Regions from separate parts of the Xenopus laevis genome. Here region 2 is linked to region 1. A link is a contact called in public Hi-C data. All regions are on one chromosome and are shown on one strand. Each heading gives the region's core, a stretch centred on a gene start, on an enhancer-like site or on the middle of the called end of the contact. The rest is flanking DNA. Distances are from core to core; before and after follow the strand shown.

Region 1 (5,833 bases), core at 2,424-4,923:
TGAAAAGCAAAAGCCTGTCAGGATGATCCTGACAGTTGTAGAGTAATTACATATTGAGTCCAGTAGGCTGGATAAGTTCCCCTGCCTATGTGATTTTTATTGCCTAAATCTGCTCAATCATTTAGTATATTCTTTATATGACATGACAATAATGAAATATTTGAAATCACCTTGGAGTTTTTTTTCCCTTTACATGATCATGGAATTCTTCAGCATCATATGATTTACAGTAGGGAGCACGTTTTATCAGATCACAATTAGTAACTAAACGCATTGAAATAGACAATAGATAGCTTTTGTTTGGTGGCTCTCCAATTCAATTTAGAATTGTAGCGGCTCTCTGTTAGGGTCTTGTTTACCTTAGCAACCAAGCAGTGGATTAAATGAGAAACTGCAATATGAATAGGAGAGGGCCTGAATATAAAGAGAAGTAATAAAAAGTAACAATAAAATTGTAGCCTCAAAGAGCAATCGTTTTTTTTGGATGCCGGAGTTAGTGACCCCCATTTGAAAGCTTTAAAGAGTCAGGCAAATAATTAAAAACCTATGAAAAAAAATTAATGAAGACCAATTGCAAAGTTGCTAGAAATAGGACATTCTATAACATATTATAACTCAAAAGTGAACCAGCCCCAATGATCTGAACAGCAGAAAGTGAAGAGGATCAGCATAGTTTTCAGTTTTCTTTTGACCAACAGACAAAACTTTACACGACTGATAATCATCTAAACCAGGGGTCCACAACCTTTTTTACCTGTGAGCCACATTTAAATGTAAAAAGAGTTGGGGAGCAACACAAGCATGAAAAATTTACTTGGGTGCCAAATAAGGGCTGTGATTGGCTATTTGGTAGCCCCTATGTGGACTGGCAGCCCATAAGAGGTTCTACTTGGCACTTTTTTTATGCAATTAAAACTTGCTTTCAAGCTTGAAATTAAAAAATAAATAAGCACCTGCTTTAAGGACCCTTTAAGGAGAGCAACATCCAAGGGGTTGGAGAGCAACATGTTGCTCACAAGCTACTGGCTGGGGGATCACTGGTCTAAACGGTCCATTGACTGACAACATATGCCTAGCAATGCATTGTCGGCAGTATGAACTAAATCTAGGCATGGACAGCTAGCTTTACAATCCCTCTATCAGCATCTGTTTCTATTCATTCTGTCTTCATGCAGCAGTTGGGTGTCAGATATTCATTGACAGAGCCAATATATCTTATAGGGGGACAACATTCCTAACAGATGTATTAGAGCTCACTCAAATAACTGATTCCAGTAGGAACAAAATCTAAAAATAACTGCCTTTTGCACAAATCCTGCATGTAGAGACATGATGTCTGGTGATTTTAAAAGAGTGAGCTCTAATACATCTTCTAGGCAAAAGGAGCCCCCCTATAAGAAATATTGGATCTAACTGTCAATGATTATCTGACACCCAACTGCTGCATGAAGACAGAATGAGGAGAAACAGATGCTGATAGAGGGATAGTGAAGATAAACTTGATTATTTCAGAAACGGTACTGAATATTTAATTGTTTGTATTTAGAAAGTTTCTTATTTCAGTATGCTGAAGCTTATGTTTCATTTTCACAATAGTTCCCCTTTGAACTGGAGGATTCTCAAGGGCCCTGAGCCCAGCACTCTCATTAGTCTGTGGCTGAAAGTATTACAACAGACCTGCAATAAAAGGCTAAGAGAAGGAAGTGAAAAATTACATCAGCCTCTCATGAGAAACAACATACTCATAATATAATACACTGTAATATTTCAAAATACTCTCTCATAAAAAGCTCATCACACATAAACACTAAGTGAATAGTTGGCCAGTTTACATGGATTATTGTACCCTGGACTATAAACACGTATTTATTTCCTATGGGACAAACTACATAAACTTCACAAAGTTCTGCCTCGTCCAACTATAATAGCCGCTGAGTGAAACATGAAACATACAGTTACATTCATTCTACAAATACTGACCCATACAGGGCCAATCTCATTACAGCACCCTGCTCATTAGAGCTTACAGTGTATAAGAAATGCTATTTTATTTATAAGCTGTACTTGCTTGTACAGAGGCTTCATTATTGTAATAAGCAGGGCTGGATTTACAAAGTGGGCGCCCCTAGGCCCGCTACCGTTTGTTGCACCGTCCCCTCCCCTTAATTCACACAAATTTTCATCATCAGGACCGGAGCACTGGGAATTGGTGCACAGGAAATTGTAAAAACGATTGTATCTCCTGCACATTTCCAGTGTTTCTGAACCAATGTGAGTGTGGTTGGGCAGCTTGCCGCCCCCAAAAATCCTGCTGTCCTAGGCCCGGGCCTTGGTGGCCTTTCCAGAAATCCGGGCCTGATTGTAAGATGTCTCAGCAATGGGTATTAGGGCCTCTGGGGCAATTACTTCCATCTTGGATAGGAAACTCTATGATTAGTAGGATTGTAGTAAATATAAATTTTGAGAGAATGCGCCTGTTTGTGCCTTTGAGGAAGATGAGAATCAACAGTGAATAATAGAAGAATATATCACATATGTACATTAGGCATCTAACTCTATTAATGAACTATAATCACCTGCTCCTAGTGACCTAATGTGCTACCGCATCCCTGTATTACTGGGCCGGCACAAAGTGTGCCAATATGGCATTAGCCTTAAAGGGGTTGTTCACCTTTGAGATAACTTTCAGTATGATGTAGAGAGTGATATTCTGAGACTATTTGCTTTCATTTTTTATTACTGAAGGATTTTGAGTTATTTAGCTTTTTATTCAGCAGCTCTACAATTCGCATCTTAACCAGTCAGGTACAGATTGGGGGCTTGGAAGCAATCTGAGGGAATAACTGCCATTGGTACAGGTACATAGGGCAATATGATAGGTGCTGGCACAGGCACAGGGGGCAATATGAATGGTAATGTGGGAAATGGTAATGCAGGACTGGGTGGGTGGAGTTGCACTGATTGAAGCCCTTGCCTAGGGTGCCAAAATACCTTTGCCCTGGCCTGCTAAGAGCTTGCCCCATATACAGGACACTGTGCTCATTGAATTTTATACATATACATATTTCTGGAGATTGGCTCTAAGTGGACTGACTACACTACTGCTGCACCCTGTCCCATGCTGAGTTTCACATCATCCATGGGATGGACACAACTTTTTTTTGCCACAGAGGATGCTTTGTGCAACTAAATCGTGTCTGTGGGTCTGAGATGCTTTTAGACATTGGCTTCTGCCTCTATAAGCACAAAGAGCAGGTAAGCATGGGATGTATAATGTGCAGTACCAGGGTACCATCACGAGGGGGCTGTATAGAGCTCACAACTGCTCTCTGCAGTAGCGACCTTTCACCAGCAGGTGTCAGTGTAACATTGCGCTTACCGCCGCTGTTCTCTCAACCCCTCCCTATTGTCAGTGAGGGAATGTGATGCGGGCTCAGTGTCAGCGCTGTGGGCCAGTCTTGTCGATTCATACCGAAGCTGTCAAACCAGTCTCTTTCCTGCACCGAGCAAATCCCACATTCGCTCCCGAATATATACGAAAAAAAAGGCGCCCGGCTGCGGGAGGTGAGGAGGAGGCGAAGAGCAACGAGGAGCGGCGGCACGGCTTGTGCAATGCGAGACTTACCCGGGATCTCCCGGCGTGCGATGTGCCAGGCCGGCTTTGCTTAGCCCCGGGATGGGGCGCACCGATCTGCTGGTGTCTGCGCAGCCCTAGCGACTGTGCCCGCTCTAGGCCTGTGTGTGTCTTACTGATTCTTCTGCTTCTACTGGATGAACAAAGGGAGGCACTGGCGAGCAGAGGTAGGTGGCACACTGCACCCATCAATATCATCTCACGCACACACTACTGCTGCTTCTTCACTTACACTGCAGCCACACCACACACCTGCTGCAACTTTCTGCGTCTCCCTGCCACGGACAAAGGGAATGCTGGGAGTTGTAGTTTAGCAATGATCCCTCCTGTGTCCAGCAGATGCCATGCTTGGCTACATACACTATAGATAGAGGAGGAGGACCTGTTGTTACATGGGTTGTTACTGCCATATTGCACATCTGTAGTCTGTCTGGGGCAGCTGTGTGTATATATATATATATATATTGTATAGAGAGAGAATTCAGACTGCATCTCCCATTGTACAAATACAACCTGTTGTGAGCTCACATCTGTTACATGCAGCCTCTGCTATGGGGGTAGGGACAAAGATAGGGACTATTGTACTGTGTAATGAGTACTGTGTGTATGAATGTGTCTGCCCAAAGGCTGAATTATATAATACTGCCTGTTAGGCTTTCCACCCACATTCCATTGCCTGAAGCTCAGTCTATACATGACATTATTATACAGAGCTGCACATTTCTTACACTCTGGAGTAACTCAACCCCATTTGCCACTGCTCTGTGCTCTGCAATCCTGCCTTTGTCTGGGGGCTACATGAATGGCAGTCAGCATAAACCTGAAAGAGTTAAATGACTCGGGATGGCAGCAACAGGGAGATTAGCCTGAAGCGCTGTGTGCAAACCCATAGTAATGCATTTCCAACCCTGCCTACATTGCACGCTATTAGGGGCTATGGCCTCATTCATCAGTATGTGCATTAACAATTCTATTTTTGTGCTATTTACAAAGATTCCTCATCTTTGACTTAAAAAAGAGGGGGAGCCGTTTCTGTATTAGATGCTGGGTCGCAAGCTGTTTTACCCACCTGTAACTCACACAATATTTTTAGATTGCAGGCTCTGCAGGGCAGAGACTCACCAACTGGTGAATAGATCCTGTAGAAATGATGTTTTATATTTATTTCAATGGTGATGTTGCAGCTACCACTGTCATTACTTCATCCATTTATGTTGGTAATATTAACTGAGATTTAACTGATATTAGAACATGGTCTTTCCATGCCGGCTGACTTGCCTAGGACAGACGGGTAGACTGTGGCCAACCTTTCTGAGGGTGTGAAGTCTGCAGGTTGCCCTGGCTTACCATATTATATTGTAGTCTCTTGATAAATGATGAGCATGTATACAGTGGAAAGGAAAGCTGCTTGCCCAAAACATCTGTACGTATGTGACCTGTTATCCAGAAGGCTAGGCATTTGGGGTTTTCCGGGTTTACAGATCTTCATACCTTAAGTCACAAGAAAATCATGTAAACATTAAATAAACCCAAAAGGCTGGTTATGCTTCCAACAAGGATTAATTATATATTAGTTTGGATCAAGTACAAGCTACTGTTTTATTATTACAGAGAAAAAGGACATTTTAAAAAACTTGGATTATTTGGATAAAATTGAGATGGGAGATGGCATTTTACGTAATTCAGAGCTTTGTGGATAACGGATCCCATACCTATATTTCCAATATTTCCCAGTGGCTCATAGAATAAATCCCAATGCAATAGGATTCTCCAGTAATAATCCTGCATACACTGAGTCTTTTAGTTCCCTGTTCTTTGTTTATATATCTGGTACTCTGAGAATTAAACACCTTTCTGTAAAAAATGTCATTGGTGTTTGTTAACTTTTAGTATGTTAAAGAATGGCCTATTTTCAGCCATTTTTATTGGTCTTCCCTTTTTTTTATTTTTTGCATGAATTGCCTTTCAGTTCTGCCTCTTTTCCGCTTCTCGTTTAAAAATGCTACACGTTTGTTATGGGGTCAGTGACCCCCAGCAGTCAAAAATCTGTTACCCTGAGAGGCTACAGTTTTCTTATTACCTCCTATATTTTTTTAATATTCAGTCCTTTTTATATTCATTTTCATCACATCTATCAAACTACCAGATAGGTGAAATTCCACACAGGAGAACTGCTTAGGGAAAGTTAATTAAAAATAA
Region 2 (5,833 bases), core at 1,045-3,544, 44 kb after region 1:
ATGGTGTAGATATTTACCAATAGTTACCAAATGTGCACCACTTAATACCAGCGCAGTATTTACCCAGGAGGGTAAAACAAGATATAATTGTCAGGTAAAGCACAGATAAGTTGTGTTGTACTTTACATGAAGGATTCCTAGTTCAGACAAGTACATGCTTGTACATGTCAGGCTGCGTTTGCTTAGAAATTAAAGTTTCTGTTTTTCCTATTGGAATAATTAGCTGCAGTCTGCAGATAATTTCACTCAGAACACTTAGCTTTCTCATTAATTGTGTGACCCTGCAAATGGGGGTGTTTACTGCTAATGTATTGATAGTAGGATAGTAAGCTTCATACATGTTTTTTTTTTTTTAAAAAAAAAGTGTTTGGGGATGGTAGAGCATGTATATCACATAGCTCTTGTATGTATTATTTGTTTGTATCGCTGCACTAGGGTGTGAACAGTGTAAGTGCCAAGTAGGTTCATCTCCCAATAAATTTATATTCTGTTTGGGTTTTATACACCCAAAATAGCACTTGAGGCTGGAAGAAAGAAGAACTGCAGGTTGGTAAAGGTAACCACTAAACAAAGGTGGAGTGACTGTAAAAACTTAAAGGGTAAATTTACTGTTAAAGGGCAAATATACAAACAAGCCCATTCAGTTTGGGTTATGTGAAAACTGTACATAAACACTATATAAATTTAAGGTTACTAGATTACTAGAAAAATCAGGTGTCAAAACATGGATGTCAAACATAATAGCCAGAAGACTACTTCCTGCTTTTCGGTTCTCTTTAATAACTCTGATTTAGTCAGCGACTTGAAGGGGACCCACATAGTACATATCTGTTCAGTGAGTTTGCAATTGATCCTCAGCATTCAGCTCAGATTCAAAAGCAACTGATATGACCCATGTGCCTCCCCTCAAGTCTCTGACCAGGGTAACCAGTCAATGTAAACCAAGAGAGCTGAAAAGCAGGAAGTAGTGTTCTAGCTATTATGCGAGACATCCAATCACTCCAGCCTTTATACATTACATTTTTGCCTAACTAACTATATTAGAAACATTTTTTATTTTGCACAGCCTATCTATTTACCCAGTTTTTATTTTTACACTGAACAATTCATTTAAATTAAATTGCAATCACAGAAGCCCTTCTAGCGGCATTTTCTAGATGTTTTCCTGAATTTCAAGTGATCTGGTAATGCTATTCGAAATAAATATAATTGTATCTTTGGATTCCAGATATTGAAAAGAAACCATGATAGTCTGTCTCTGCTCAAAGGGAGCAGTTCCTTACCCCCTTAGGCTAACAGTGTTAACACTTCCCCTTAACCCTGCTTTTTTCCCTTGTAAAGTGATAGATTCTTTCCATAGTGGGTGGTATACAGATTCTCTGGAAAGCAGAAGGACTTCAAGTCCCAGAATCCATCACTTCACAACAGAAGAAAGTAAGGTTGGGATTGGATCACTCTGTGAGTCAAGGGGGGAGGGGAACTGGCCCCTGCAAGTCTATCATAGTTTCCTTTCAATCTGTGGAATTAAGTATGTCTTTGTAAAGGTGGCCATAGACACAAAGATCCTATCATACTAATCGAGGATTCGTATGATTTTTGGATCGTGTGTGGAGTGTGCCACCATTTTTCGTCCGGCGGAGATTGGTCGATCGGACTGGTTTGATTTTGACCCGATCTATCCCGCCGGAGCCCATTGGGCATTGTAATCAGATTGTTCGGCCATATGGCCGAACGTTCAGGTTACCCCCCGATATAGCCATGCTCGTTGATGGCATATCGGGGAAAGATCCGCTCGTTTGGCGATGTCGCCAAACGAGCAGATCTTTGCGTCTATAGCCACCTTAAGAAACAAGACCTTCTTCTTCTTTAAGCCAGATCACTGCTTGTAAAGTGGCGATCTCCTAAAAGGTATTTTGTTTTATTTGCCCATAGGAGACAAAAGGCTACATGTGGCATTGCCCTAATGGTGAACTACCCCTTAAAGTGAATATAACTGATAGTTACGAAGCTCAAAGGCAAAGTAAAGGAAGCAATACGAATTCAGCTCTTTTAACACTGAGGATCTGTTTCCTAAACATACACACACATGGGTGCTAATCAGAATACCCTGTATATTCATCTTTACCTGCCTCTGGCTTACTTCCTGAATGACCAAACTAGTGCAATTTGCCCATCCACAGACGTGTTTTGGTATAATACTTTTGTTTGTGCCACTAGGGAATACACTTATATGATCTGCTTTTGTCATGAGCTACAAAGGTCAGACAATCCATTAATTTGTGCTAACTCTGCTTCCTAGATGTACAATTTAACATGTGTTTAGCAGGTTCAAAGTAACAGGGTACTGCCACCTCTGGGAAACTACTAGATACTGCAAGAAGAAAAAAATAATTAAAGTCATATGCACATGATCCCTGATATTGTCTGTGCACATGTGTTCTCATTCTGTAGTTTCATTGCTGTCTGCTGCTTTAATTGGGGACATCTGGAATGCAAAGCAGTATTAATATTGAATGCTAGACAAGAAAATCATACCTTGGTTTTATTCATTAATGCCTTCATGCACATCAAAGGTTTAAATAAACATGCACAGGCATCTGCATTGGCACAAAGCTTGTTGTTCTTATGAAATTAGTCAGGGATAGTTTTAGGGTGGGGCAGAGAGGTGTTAGCCTCCAGATCTGAAGAAGCCCCCAGATAGGCTTCCATATCTGAAGCAGCCCCAGAAGGAAACGTGTTTCAAAAAGCTATTGTACAACAGTTGTTAAATATTTTCTGTACACACTGTACATCATGGATATCAGTCATATGGTCCGCTGCAGTTTGTTAAATTACAAGTCACAAGATTCTGCCAACATTTTATGGGGGTTGCAGTTGAAGGTTGGACATCCGTGATTATATATTGATTTCACTCTAATTAAATCCTTAAGCTGGCCATAGACGCAAAGATTTGATCGCACGAATCTCAGTTTCGTATGATTTTTGGTCCAGGTGTGGAGTGTTCCGGCATTTTTCGTGCCATGGTGATCGGTCTTTCAGATGATCGTACAGATTAGAAAATTTCTGTCGGCTACAGATAATATCTCCTCTGCATGTATTACAGATCTGACAATGTCAGTGGGAGACTGTCACTAGCTTTTGTCGGACATAACTTTCTTACGATTGCTGTCAGGGGCAGAACATGGTCTGATCTGTTCTTTTACTACTTTATTTGATCTGAATGGTTAGTGGCAGGTCGGGAAATGTCCCTGAACGATTGTTCGTCTGATAAAAAGGTAAATTTTCTACACGTCTCTGTCCAGCTTAATTCTTCTTGCATTTACCAAGGTCCTCTCTTATCTAACCCTGGTAAAGCTAGGACAGTGGTTCCCAAGCTGTTTAATGGCCCATTAATGGCCAAAAGCCAAAGGTCAACCATTCCTGAAAGCTTGTTAGGGTGAACTTTGACAGCAAAATAAACGTGTCAGGATTTCGGATGTTTTTAAACTGTTGAAATAAAGCTCATCTTTTATCCATCGAGTGGCTTCTAGAAGTACAATAATACGGTGAAAAGTTTCAAACCAAATGTGTTCTCCAGTTCGGTAACAGCGAAGGTTCTCTCCAACCCCCAAAACAATAGTTCAAAAGTTCCAGAAGAAAGTCACAGATCGTACCTCAAAAGAGGATACGGAGGGGAAAAAAACAAGAAAAAATATATAGTGTAGCATTCTTAGGTATATTTACACCTCAAACTGATTACACTCACACACTATCAGTGAATAGCTCAAATTGCCAAGAGAAAAGGAATTAGTGTAAGTGATACATACTTCAATCACCATCAAATTAAAGTGCGTTTGTGCTAGATATGAGATAGAGGTTTTAAAGGTTTTGAAAATGTTAGAAGGTAGGCATGTGTCCCCGTTTCAGTGCTTGATTATACTCACAGACGTTCACAATAAAAACTTGCACATTGAATTGGACTTTATCTTCCCAGATCCTTCCTTGTGGACAACAATAAAAGTGGCATGTGTGGAAAAGTTTTTTAAAATAGCTTTAATAAATATATTGTACTTATAAATTTTCTCTTTTAAAGAGCCTTTTAAAAACCAAACACGCAGCGTCCTTTCTGCTGTGGACCAGAATTTAGAGCGGGCCTGATTTCTCCGCGGCGTGTTTCGCATGTGCGCGGATCACTGTAGCGTTCCCTCAGTCCAATTGCGCATGTGCGGGATTCCTTCCGATATTCGCCACGATAGGCTTCCTCATAGAGCGATGACGATCTGTTTCCTCTATCCACTCTTAAATGTCCACATATTCAAAAAGTCCAAACTTTATCAGAAACATTTACAAAGTCCCAAAAAGTTCCTTAGGAAGATTATATCCTAACAGTGTAAATTGAAACATTTTATATTTACCTCTACTTCATTACAATTACAAAATACCTATTTCAAAGAACAAATGTTCCTCGAACATATTCTTTTTTTAGAATCACATAAATTAAGTCCTAGAGAAACTGACATATTTAAAATGTAGTATATACAAAGTAGATTTTATATTAAAAAGGCTCATAGATTAAAATCAACATTTAGGCCATTTGGTGATAGGGACTTCAATTTATGTATTCACCAACTCTCCCGTTGCAAGGTGCTGTTAGTTAGATCCCCCCCTCTCCAATGTGGCTGTGGCTAACTAACCGCACCTTGCAACGGGAGAGTTGGTGGATACATAAATTGAAGTCCCTATCGCTTTCCTCCCTGTCTGTAAACATGGATCTGGCTTCCTGTGTGGTGCATACAGCTTCTCTCTGGTCATGAACAAGGATGGTAAGCAATAACTGCACCAAAGGATTGGGCACACTCCATGCAACACGCTCGTCTGCACTCTGCAAGTTAATGCCTATTACTTCTGCTTGATGCTGTTAAACTGCCAGCCTTCTATATGTATTCAGTCATTTCTATAATGTCAGAGAATGGTGCAATGCATTGTGGGGCAATTCAGGGCAAGTCCCCTTTTGCTATGAAATGTGAATGCAACAACTGTGCGGCCTGCAATCTTTATATTTGTTACCTTAATTTGGAATGAGTAGTTGTGAACCTGACCAATAAGTCACCTTAAAACTCTTTTTGAGCTACAACTCCCAGTGTCTTCATGAGAGCTTCTCTTAACTTTTCTGAGACTGGTTATGGAAAGGAATTTTGTTCCCCTTTTGAACACTGGAACTAGTGGAGCCAGAAAAGGATAATAATCTTAATTATCTTAACACCAACCCAAGTAAAGGTGGCCATACATGGAGAGATCCGCTCGTTTGGCGATGTAGCCAAACGAGCGGATCTCCCTCCGATATGCCCACCTTGAGGTGGGCAATATCGGGCTGATCCAATCGTGGGCCCAACGATCGGATCCTAACGATGCCTGACGGGCGGTCGGATCGCAGGACAGATGTCGATCGGGGAAGCCCGTTGGGGGGGCCCCATACACGGGCCAATAAGCTGCCAACTCGGTCTGTCGGCAGCTTTTATCGGCCCGTGTATGGCCACCTTTAGGCAAACAGCTCTTTCTAAAAAATGCACCTTTTTTTTACTCATTCCAAATTAAGGTAGCAAATATAAAGATTGCAGGCCGCACAGTTGTTGCATTCACATTTCATAGCAAAAGGGGACTTGCCCTGAATTGCCCCACAGGTAAATTTTTTTAAATGATAAAGAAAGGTGAATTTTACATTCATAGCACTGCTGCCCTTGTACATTCATAGCACTGCTACCCCTTTTGATTTTTTAGAAAGAGCTGTTTGCCTTACTTGGAGTTGGTGTTAAGATAATTAAGATTATTATCCTTTTCTGGCTCCACTAGTTTC

What was found. A called contact is a pair of places that touch in the nucleus more often than the background predicts.
Region 2: a Hi-C map of the XL177 cell line shows a contact between it and region 1, with 2.0 times the contacts expected there. The contact joins the enhancer-like site here to the promoter of pitpnm2.L in region 1. A contact is called at or near these places in 2 of 4 Hi-C or Micro-C datasets (the XL177 cell line and animal cap).

Annotation. Positions count from the first base shown.
Region 1 is chr1L:174,999,861-175,005,693 of Xenopus_laevis_v10.1, forward strand. It overlaps pitpnm2.L (membrane-associated phosphatidylinositol transfer protein 2), which reads left to right and starts at 3,674. Exons shown (of 24, transcript XM_041567503.1): 1 at 3,674-3,801. LOC121395035 (a long non-coding RNA gene) reads right to left here and starts at 3,763. Exons shown (of 3, transcript XR_005962194.1): 1 at 3,626-3,763.
Region 2 is chr1L:175,045,602-175,051,434 of Xenopus_laevis_v10.1, forward strand. The region is part of intron 2 of pitpnm2.L (membrane-associated phosphatidylinositol transfer protein 2); the gene reads left to right. Among protein-coding and RNA genes, the nearest start is that of LOC121395035, 45 kb to the left of the region's middle. Within about 2 kb of position 2,295, at least 1 of the 7 cell types and tissues checked has an H3K27ac peak or open chromatin away from gene starts, as enhancers often do.